Linked DNA regions of Oryctolagus cuniculus: region 2 is linked to region 1. The links are chromatin contacts, called in public Micro-C maps. All regions are on one chromosome and are shown on one strand. Each heading gives the region's core, a stretch centred on a gene start, on an enhancer-like site or on the middle of the called end of the contact. The rest is flanking DNA. Distances are from core to core; before and after follow the strand shown. Region 1 overlaps HECW2 (HECT, C2 and WW domain containing E3 ubiquitin protein ligase 2). Region 2 holds the start of STK17B (serine/threonine kinase 17b).

Region 1 (5,709 bases), core at 1,127-3,626:
ATCATTCAAGCTGGCAAGACGCAGCTGCATAGAAGTTGTTACTCCCTTCTCAGTGCCATATTGTGGGAGAGCAGATGCATAGAATAAGTCTTAATTCCAGTAACTTAGTCTAGTCCGAGTTGCTCCCAGTTGCTCCCCACAGAGAGACATCAGTTCTGCTCTAAGGTGTTTCTTTGCATATTTCTGAAATGTGACATGTAAATGTTTCCTTGAAATATAAGAGTAGGGTCAAGAGGAATTACAGGAAAATTTAGAGTCAGAAATTTATAGGATGACTATCAATTCCCTATGAGGTACAATTAATCCCAGAATATTGGAGATGCCTATATGCCTATATGCAATTGAAAATTACAAAAAAAAAAAAAAAAAAAAAAGGAAAGGGAAAAAGAAAGATGGTGGGAGGGAGAGTGGAAGGAAGGGAATACTTTACGTTCTTAGAACTGTATCTACAAAACACCTTGAATCTACTAAAAACTAAATAAAATTGAAATTAATTTCTTAAATTATGAAAATAATCCTAGAACCTATTAAATACTTTAGTTGACGATTATTATTTCTCATTCATACTTCATGTTGTGCTTGACTTTTTACAAAAGGTAGATAGTATCTGTATATTGTCTTGTGATTAGTGATTTCATTGGGGCATTTTGTTCTATTTATTAAAATTTCTCCTCAACTTGATGTGGTTATCTCCCCTTGCAAGGCTGAGGAGAGGAGAGGTTGGCAGTGGTGGAGTGGCTGGAAACTGAGTCAGCTACTCTGAGTGCTGCTTATTTCTGTTGAGCTTCAGTCTGCCTAGAAGTTGTTCTTCTACAGAGGGACCAGTGAAATACTACATATTCTCCAGTAGAATATTATTTTTTAAATTAAAAGTTCCAACAACTGAAGGTTATTTGATGTCAGTGTTAGCTACGTAGACTAATGTGTTCTGATAAGACATCCTGAGCCATTAACTTCTTAGGACCCCAGACAGTAAAGAAAGAATAGGCTGGAGAAAGAGAAGATGTTTACATTGAGATTGTTCCAGCACTTTTTTCTTCATGGCTAAACCTGTAAAAGGCACCTTTTTGTTAGGAAAGAATGAGTTCATTGTGTGTGAGGTGCCATCAATATGACATCAATCATCTGCAAAGTCACACTTAGATGAGGGAAGAGATATATGGAAATGGTTTTGGTTTGGGGGTTTAAGAACTTTCTGTTCTTGGCCGGTGCTGTGGCTCACTAGGCTAATCCTCCGCCTAGTGGCGCTGGCACACCAGGTTCTAGTCCCGGTCGGGGCACCGGATTCTGTCCCGGTTGCCCCTCTTCCAGGCCAGCTCTCTGCTGTCACCCGGGAGTGCACTGGAGGATGGCCCAAGTGCTTGGGCCCTGCACCCCATGGGAGACCAGGATAAGTACCTGGCTCCTGCCTTCGGATCAGCACAGTGTGCCGGTCGCAGCGCGCCGGCTGTGGCAGCCATTGAAGGGTGAACCAACGGCAAAGGAAGACCTTTCTCTCTGTCTCTCTCTTCACTGTCCATTCTGCCTGTCAAAAACTAAAAAAAAAACTTTCTGTTCTTTCTTTCTGCTGCACCTCCTGTGTAATCTCTCTCCTGAGACAGGCAGAAGAAAGGATGAGATCTGAAACAGTTCTCCTCTGTGTCTTCTTCTCATGTCTAACTAGTCAGATCTGCACTAGAAGTTGTTTGGGGTCCTGAGCTTAATTAACCATTTGTTCCTCAGACATCTGTGAAGCTTCAAGTTAAACTTTATGTGCTGCTTGTCTTCTTCCAAAGAGAAACATCATAAGAATACACTAAAATAAGGGTGCGTCTCTATCTAGGCTTTGCCTTGGCATCACCAGGTATAAGGTTTGTTGATTATATCAAAATCCCCTGCTCAGCTGCCAGGCCTTCCTAAGTGACTCAAGAACCAAGGCCTTGCTGCTATAAATGTCTGAGGGAGGATCAGGATGTCCATGGGCCATGTGTGCCTGAGCTAGCTTGCAGGAAATGACGATGGTGGACTTCCTAGGGCATCATCTTCTTTCATTTTGCAGTTTACTTCCATTGGAATAATTCGCTGTCCTTAATTCTTAGTTGGAAATAAAGAATGGCAGAGTGCAATCCATGATTTTAACAGAGCTTGAGTGACACTGACAATGTGCGTGGTGAGCCAGCCCAGCAATGTGACAGTGTTTGAAATGCCTCATCAGCACTTGGATTTCCAAACTACATGGCCACCCAAAAGACATCTGTGCTTATTCAGAAATGTCCTCTGATGCAGCTGTTGTGTGGCTACACACCCGTTGTCCGGTTTCTGTATTTCTGTGCCAAGTCTTTAGCTGTGGAACCAACCTAACTGGCAAAACAGGAATGTAACAAATCATCCCTGTGATATGAGTCATATTAACTATTTATATGGAAGGGGGTTGCTAAGACATTACAGGAAGTACATGCGGCATGTACCCTGCTGTGACATGTTTTATTGAATTAACTAGACATATACACACACACACACATATATATATAGTAATCTACAGTTTGCTCTCAGATATGCAGTTCTGAGTTTCAGATTGTAAACAGAGCAACATTTAAAGGGTGTCTTAGTTTTACAGTGACTCCGTCTGTGGCTCCAGAGTTAAGAACAGCAGATAAAACCTGACCAGCTGAAGACACATTTCCTCCTTGAGAGAATATTAGCTTTGTTCTAAGGAAAAAAAAAAAGTTTTGTTTTTCAGTTTAATGCCTAAGGGAATATGTCTTATCCTCATAGAGAAGGGACTGATCAATGAGGTCTGTTTTTGTGGCTTTATTAAACTTTACCGTAATTAAAGCTACTACACACACAAAATGTTCTAAGCATAATTCACTTGTGAAATTCTGGCACCATTTTCAAGTTGTCTTTTAAGTCTAGCATAACCTTTCCATGTCATTGAATCAGTATACCACCTCATGGTAACTTGCGCAAGTTTATTCCTTCTGCTAAATGACAAGTAACAGTGTAGACGATGCTGATTTTCTTTAGAGCACACTGGAGAATTCCACTCATCAACTGACTAATATATATGGAACCCTGTCTGTTATCAGGTAGGCAAAGGACTTAGAATACCAAAATGAGTAAGATATAGTGCCTGCCTTCAGAGCAAGTACAGCCTAATGTGTGTGTAGCGGAGCAGACACATGGACCGATCACTCTACTGAGTGCAGTAGTAGTAAAACCCTCAGTTATAGCGCAGGGGAAATGCACGTTTTAACTGAATGCCACAGTTTAATTTTAAGCAAGTAACCCACATGACTTATACCAGTTGTCGCTCTGTAAAAAAAACTGACTCCGGAAGTATTTATTTGCCTCATGCTCCAGCTGTCTGTGACCCCTTGTCTGTCACAGGCCTCACTTGTGCCTGGAAGCTGGAGTCGAGCAGTGCCCAAGGCAGACAGCTGCTCACCTCGTCTCACACTTAGGAGTAGTTGCGACCCCTCCCTGAAGTGCTGTACACCCTGGGAGAGCATAGCCATTTTATGTTTCCTCAAAGGAATCTTCTGTACGGAAGAGGGTTTGTAGTAAGCTAGTGTTTTAATCAGGTAACATTTCCCTCCATGTCCTGTCTTGTTTAACAAGGGCTGGCAGACTGTTTCTGTACGGGTCCAGATAGCAAATACGTTAGTCTTTGCCAGCCGTCTGTGTCCTGTGGCACCTACTCAACTCAGCCATTGTAGCAAGAAAGCAGCTCTAGAGAGAGCATAAAGGGGCACAGCTGTGTTCCAATAACACTTTATTTATAAAACCAGACGATGGGGCGTGTCTGGCCCACAAGCCATAGTTTGCCTAAACTCTGCTGTATTAGCAATGCTTTTTTCAGTCATAATGAACATTAAGACTTTCTGAAGGGAAGGAAAGTTGAAAGGAGTAACTGGCATTAAACTTGGGATCAGGACACCTGCCTCAAGGCCACAAGGCCTGGTTCTTCCACTGGTTTGATGTCAGCAAGCGATTTCCTACAACTTTTGTCTTCTCTGTAAAACAAGGGGATGGACAAATGTCTTCTAAGATACTGGTGAGCACCAGGATTCTCTGTTTCTGGAAAGACACAGGGGACTAAATCCCCCAAAGTTAGAGGGGAGAAGTATAAGTCTAGTATGTTGGTCTTAAAAAGCAAAGCTACATGCAGACAGGAGTGGGGAGTCCCTGGTTAAAGCAGTGTGAGGGAAAAGTTTAGCTTCAGCTGATGACTCGCTCATTAGCAGTCAACAAAGTAAAGTGGCTGCCCTGAGAGGCAGGGTAATTTTAGCCCCGTTAGTGGGGAAGCATGGCCAGGAGTTTCTAAGCCCTGCTGACATGAGCACAGTTCAAGTGTTGTGATCAGTCTTAGATGCCACGGAGGAAGCAAGGGACTTCCCACCCCTCATCCTGCCTGGAAAGAGGGCGGAGGGCAATGAACATACAGGAATGAGCAAAGGGATGGGAGCGGGCAGAGGCCAGGGATATGCTACCTGCTCAACTTGGATTCCCTGTGCACAGTGACTTCGGGAGAAGTTTCCTGTGCTGAGGATGTAGATTAGCACTCAGAATGTAGTCAGCCCTCAGAGACAGCAAGACTCTGAGAATGTGAAGAGCACTCCTGTGGGCTGCCTGTTCTCAGTGAGGCTGCCTGCGTCCTGGCATGACCAGGGCTGGGCTGTGCACTCCTGCACCTGCAGGCAGCCTGAGTTCCGCCTTGAGAGTCTTCAGGGTAACCTGAGGATGGTGTCACCCATTCTGTGGCCACCTGTTTGGCATGCTGCGTCCAGCCTCCCCACAGAGCGTCCATGACGTCTGCCACCTTAAGGCCCCTTTCCTCCCAAGAGTCTGCTGTGTTTGCATTTTTCTGCACTCGTAGGCTTCCTGTCAGTGCTGTCTGGGTGTGTTGATACCACTGAAATGTGTGAAAAGATTTCAGCCACTATGAAAATTGATTGTTTTTATTTTAACATTTATGTATTTCTTTTAATGTATATTAGAAAAATAGCACATCAATGTGTCACAAGTGCTATGCAAGCCAAAGCCATACTGAAAATGCAAATCAACTTAAAGCTGGTTTAATGAAAGATATTAAGTAAATAATAGTATTTTCACACATGGCAAAAATGAGGAAATTAGTATGTGAGTAGTAGAACATTGTTTTATGTAAAGTCTATTAAACTCTCAAGTAAGACATATAAAAGCCATTTTTATGTATTTTTCTTGCTAGCATCCCAATTGCTACTTCTACCTGTCACTGGATCATTTTCTCTATCACAGTCCCATCACTGGGTTGTTTCATTTAAAAAAAAAAAAAAAAAGTACAGCAATGCCCAGAGAAGAAATTCAAAAAAAAAGAGAAAGAAAGAGTAAAGGAAAAAAGTCTTACAGTAATATCTTTTAATCAGTTGCCTTCATTTTCCCTCAGAGTTCCTCCCCTGATGTGTACACTGCATTAGATGTGCACATGCTTATCATGGATGTACTTCGTATGTTTAATTTCAGCGTATCACATTGCCTTATAATGAACTCCTGTTTATTGCATTTTTTGCTTTCAGCCATTTGTCATTCTTAAACGTACTTCAATCTTTCCTTATGTTTTACTTTGACCCTGATGTCTTTGTTAAATGCAGTCAAATTTACCCTGATGTCCGGGTGCTGCGATCTCAGCCTGTTCTCCAAATTCCTTCCTTGGGAAGCTTTAGACACCTCAACTTTCTTGTTTCTAAT
Region 2 (5,709 bases), core at 1,909-4,408, 57 kb after region 1:
AGTCAATCATGGGTGTTTTGGAGAAAAGAATTGTGTCACTCTTTAAGGAAGGCACCTGTACCAGTCTGAGTCACTACTCTCATCAGGAAAGACTTGCCTAAATTACCCTTGCTAACAGGGTTTGTTTCAATAGAGTCAGATAATGTGAGGTCTCCAGGAGTCTCTCTGGTTAATGCTCCCCAAATTGGGATGGGCCATAGGCACCGGGGATAAATGTACTGTCATGTCTCCATCTGAGCATATCCAGCACTCTTACCTCCAGAGAGGGGACCCGTTAGGAGGAGCCTATTTCCATTCAGTATGAGTACCTTCTTAAGTGGAGGTCTGAGCCATGCCCTTCCAGAGGCTGTTTGTCCCCTGGTGTCTAACTACTTTTAGCCTGTTCATAGATGTCTGATTTATAGCAGGTAGCAGACAACTATAGACAGTGCTTATTTTGTTCTTTCCACATAAATTAAACTGTATGATCTTGTCATTAAAATTTTTTTTTTTAAAAAATAACTGGTTTTCTCCTGAAGGAGAAAGTTATGAATTTGAGGCCTTCTTTTCTTTGCTAAATTCCATCTTCCTTCTCTGACTCTACAGGGGATAAATGTGGGACCGGGGCAAACCACCTCTCCTGGTCAGTATTTGGTAAGCATGTGGTAACTGACCTGCTGTGAATGCAGAAGGTCACCTCCCCTAGACAGACTATGGCGAGTACTGTGCCATGATCAGAGGGGATCCCCCTCGCTGGTTACAAGTGGTAATTCACTGGGAATGCCTTGGAAAGATCACCCTCCTTAAGCCAGAGTGTGGTAACAACCTGGAGGGTCACTGTGTTGGCTTGCTGGGTTTTCTGTGACAAACACCACAGAGTAGATGGCTTACATGGCAGACATTTGTTTTTCTGCCGTTCTGGAGGCTAGAAGTCCCAGATCAAGGTGTCAGCAGATTCAGTTTTTCTTGAAACAGCTTGGCCTGCAGGTAGATGTCCCTTGGTCTGTATGGACTTTCTCCTAATTTCTTCTCATAATGACAACAGTCATACTGGATTGGGGTCCACCCATATTATCTCATTTTACTTCATTTACCTCTTTAAAGGCCTCATCTCCAAATATGGCTATATTTTGATGTACTGGGAGGGGATTAGTACACAGAAATTGAGTGGGAACAAACGTCAAGCCTTACGTCGCTGGTCAGAAATGTAACACTAAAGGATGATCAATTTAATGGATTGTGTGGTCAAAGGCAATGACCACAGAATGGCAGTCAAGTCACATGGGGATTTCCTACTCAAAGGAATGAGAGCAAGAATATATAGCTTCAATATGATATGAATGAGACCAGGCAAAAGAGGAGGGTTGCAGGGATGTACTGTCTCCTGAATTTTCCTGCAAGCCCTCAGAGTAGGTTCAGTCTCCTTATCAGCAGCAGGAATTTCTTGTTACTCGAGCATCATTGCCAGAGACCAACAAATGTAGCTGAATGTCTATGGAAGAGTGTGATTAGCTCTGGTAGACAACTCTGACATCAGACACAACCATTCACAGCCTGTTTAGGAGCATGACCGAAAGACATGGAACAAATGTAGGCCAAACATCCAGTAATATACAGCAAAGAGGTGACTGGGCAGGGAATGGAAAATAGAAATCAGCCAAGATTTCTGATTTCTGGAGAGAGTTACCTTCTGAGACTTGGAAACTGATGAAAAAGATAATGAAAAGCAGCAGCCAAGGCAGAGGAAAGAAAATGCAAGACATGCTAAGATGCCCCAGGAAGTTTGGTGGCTGAAGCAGAGTCTGTGACTGGGAGGATTGGTTGGAAGTGGTGATGAGGAGAGAAGGGTTTGTGTCCAGGTGTGAAGTGATGTTGGACTGGGTTTATGACAAAGGACAAGGCAGGTTCTGTGTGAGAGGATTACTAACAGCTGGCAATTGGTCAAATGTTGAAATTAAGGAGGTCCACGATTACATAATCACATACACAAAAACCCACCACAGCGATGTACTCCAGACACACCAAGAGGTTACTTACTGGTTGCAGTGCTGGTGCTGAGACCTCTGGCAGGCAGCACCTGTGTTTATGAAAGAAAAGACAAGTACAGTGTCATTGGTTTGCAGACACCTGAAAAGTCAGCTGAGCATGCAACTTCCTTTTTTATTTCCATCCCACCATTAGGCTTCTCCAGTCAGGCCAATTGTTAGCAACAAGAAATTAGACAGATGGAAGTAATCCTCTCCACCTGACAAGGCTTAGAAGCTAGACCCATTAAACCAGGAGGAATCAGTGTAAGTAAGGACAGATGGATGTCATTAGATGGGATGATGCATTCTTTTTTTTGCGTTTATCTTGGGGCGCATACAGTATGGAGCAGAAAACAAACTGCTTGATGGAAATTGGCTTGGCTTCGTGAGACAGAACAAGAAAATTTCCCCTTTAAATGATGGCTCTTAAAGTCTTTCGAAAGGAAGAGGACAATTCCACTCCCTTCATCTTTTCCCAATAGTTTGCTGTAGCTAGTGTAAATATGTTCTGCCACCAACCCTAGATTTTATAGGTAAAGTAAGAACGCTCAGCTTTTTCATTGTCTCAGATTCTGAGCGGGTTGCCATGTGCGTTCTTCCCCTTAGCTCCACATATCGGGACTCCCCCTGTCTCAGAAGGACACGCTTCGCGGGAGCAGACTTCACAGCGGGGCCCAGGCTCCACAAATCCCCCAAGCAATGCTGATGTTCCGAGGAACTTCTACCAAGTTGTAGCGAACTGGGCCCTCCACTGGGAGGGCAGTTTCGGGGCACAGGGAAGTAGACCCGGTAAGTCAGGGAACAGTTCTTGGGAAGGCACAAAAGTCTGGTGAAAAGTCGCAAGCAGCTGGGACGAATTTGGCTTCTTACCGCTCCTCGTACCTAGGGGACGCACTAGTCTGAGGGTGGGAAGCAGCGTGGCAAAGGTTACAGCTACTCCGTGCGCCGCCTCACCCCTCCCCTCAGCGCGCCCCACCTGCCCAGCGCAGTCGTCCGGCCGCCGCCAACCAGCCCGGCGCGGGCCACACCCTCTCACCGCTGGGACCACGCCCCGTAGCACGCGCCGCCGGCCGGCCGGCGCCCCGCCCCGCCCGTCACGTGACAGCCCCACCCTCCGCGAGCGCCTCCATTGGCCCTCACGCCGCAGGGGGTGGGACCTGGCGAACAGCAGTGCCTCCGGAGTCGGCTGCAGTTTTCAAACCTCAACTGTAAGCTTCGGTCATCGTCTGTGCTGCGGTCGCCGGGAGTCTCCTCACTGGGGGCCAGGTCACAACTGTAGCTTCCTGTTGGGAAAAAGGAAAAGTGGATCTTGCCAGCCTCCCACCTACCCGGCCAGAGCTGGCGAACACGTCCTGTCGCGGTTCCTGGCGCGGGGCGGGACAGGAGCCCCCTCAACGGGGGCAGCCTCGGAAGAACCTGCTGTGGCCAGAGAGGTCAGTGTCCTCAGCCTCGCGTGTCCGCGGGCCTGTCGGGATTGGCAGGTGGGCTTGGAGAGAAGGGCGGGGTAGCTGGGGGAGCAGAGGGGTCCTCTCGGACCCCGGGCTCGGCGGAGACGGGCTCGGAGCCTGCCGCCCCTCGGGTGACCCCCTGCTCCAGCCAGAGTCCAGCTTCGCTGGCCCCGTCGGGTGCGGGTTGGGGGTGGGGGGTGGTCTTCCCGACACCCCTGCCAGCCGCGGGAGCCCTGTTTGCGGGTCAGCCCGTGCAGCCCTTCGCGGCGGGCTCGCGTCCCTTCCACGTCCTGCCGACGTGGTCCTCGGGGCACAGGACGTGTTCACGTCTGGGCTCGCGGACACGGCCTGCTCACAGCTGTCTTTCGTACTCGACGAAGTTCCTCCTCATCTTGCAGGGAGCTTTCAGCTACTTCTTGTGAACCAGATTTTTTTTTTTTTTTTTTAACGCTAGAGACTAGAGAACAAGTCGAATTTTCAGGGATTTTTAAGCAATATTTTAAAAATAATAAAGTATATAAGGCACATAGTGTACATGACCCATTCTCAAACTGTACAGCTCCGTGGTGACTATGATTTTGACATTTGCCCGGGTTCTTCGGTTTATTGTGGGGAAAAGCGCCTCGTTGAGGTCTAAGTGGAGATAAAGTTGAGACTTTATGGCAGCTGATAGCTGGTGTTAGTCCTTCCTGTCTGACTATGATGGGACTGGAAGCAACTCCAACATCAGTTTGTAAATTGCAATTAAGAAGAAAAATACGTTTTTAAACCCAGCCATAATGCAGATCAGATTTCAATATTTACGGACATTAGGTCTGTGGATCACGTTCACTGATCGTTTTGCCGATGTAATGTTTACCTCTGTGGTAGCAATGATATGCTGAACCTTGCAGGGATGTTTGATAAGGTGTAGCCCCTGTAAGTTTTCAAGTCCATGAGAAAGTATGAGCTGAGTCGGCATGGGCTGTAGAAATGACTGGGCAAGTGACGGCATGTGTAAGCTGGCATTTTGAATCCAAGAGCACAATTTAATTGAAGGAAAAGATAAACCTACTCTCTCATTGATACACTATTTTGTAGTTGTACGATGAACTGTCCAGAAGTAGTATTGAACAACTTCTAAAATGTTAGCTTTATAACTACATACTTAAAGAAAATTGCGTAGTGTTTTAAAAGCTGAGATGTTCAACTAAAAAAAACTATTTTAAAAATGGGAGTTATTAATAGCTGTTTCATTTCTGAGATACAACTTTATACATTTTAGATCATTTTTCTAAAAATAGGAATCTAAAATTGAAGTAAAATAGGTTTACTTACATGGTGGTATGTTTTAAAAGTAAGCTTTCTGTAATAATTTCAAGACTTTGTGTGTAGATGGAATAGTTACAACTTCTCTTGGTCATTGATTGATGAATTGCAACTTGATTAAGATAGAATCATTTTGATGGAACTAGAGAAGACTGATCACTGTCAACATATGAATAACACATTTGAAGAAGATACATTTTATGGATTACATTTTTTATCAATTTTATTTTTAAGCTTGCACTGAGAATATTTTACTGCTGTTAAGTGAACCTTTAATTTTTTAATAAGTTTGTTTTAAAGCTGCCTGGCTTTTATAAGGGAGAATTTTGTTATCAAAACTTCCCCATTTTAATCTGAGAGGCTCAATTAAAAACCCAGAAGTCAAGGAAATCAATGACTAACACTTCCACTCAGTCCTCGATCCACATGCTGTAAACTTGCATGTGTGGTGTATGGTGGTGCATATTTCCTGAATGTAAAAATTAACAGTTATGTACTACCTTTCCACTTTGGGAAAACTTCAGATGTATCCAGTTGCTCTCATTTTCCCATAATACTGATGACAATGATTTTGTTTATAAATAGTCTATATTCTATAATAGACAATTGTCAAAGTATATATCTTTGAATATTTCAATTAAAAATGTTTTTATAAATTTAAGTCACAACCACATATTTTATCTAAATATGTTGCTATTTACAAGGCACATTTTATTTAAATTTTATCTTTGATTTATTTATCTTTTTTGTTTAACCTGGAACTTCACTGCGATCTTAACCATACGAATTAATCAGTTTCTTTTACTGTTTTTATGTAATATATTTTTGATTCATCCCAGGCTCTTTGCAACTACTCCAAAAAAGGGGTAGTTTTACTTTAGACGTTAACAAATTTTAACATTAAGATGATATTTTCTTCTTGAATCCTTAAAAGATCAGATTCCATT

The links. Hi-C and Micro-C count contacts between places; a contact is called where the count stands out from the background.
Region 2: a Micro-C map of ear pinna shows a contact between it and region 1, with 2.0 times the contacts expected there. The contact joins the promoter of STK17B here to the enhancer-like site in region 1. A contact is called at or near these places in 2 of 6 Hi-C or Micro-C datasets (ear pinna and an unstated tissue).

Annotation. Positions count from the first base shown.
Region 1 is chr3:44,108,670-44,114,378 of mOryCun1.1, forward strand. The region is part of intron 21 of HECW2 (HECT, C2 and WW domain containing E3 ubiquitin protein ligase 2); the gene reads left to right. Among named protein-coding and RNA genes, the nearest start is that of STK17B, 56 kb to the right of the region's middle. Within about 2 kb of position 2,377, at least 2 of the 8 cell types and tissues checked have an H3K27ac peak or open chromatin away from gene starts, as enhancers often do. A contact at or near this core is called in ear pinna, where this site is marked.
Region 2 is chr3:44,164,785-44,170,493 of mOryCun1.1, forward strand. STK17B (serine/threonine kinase 17b) reads left to right here and starts at 3,159. Exons shown (of 8, transcript XM_002712358.5): 1 at 3,159-3,439. It overlaps LOC103348804 (a long non-coding RNA gene), which reads right to left and starts at 3,159. Exons shown (of 4, transcript XR_517106.4): 1 at 2,889-3,159; 2 at 2,017-2,056.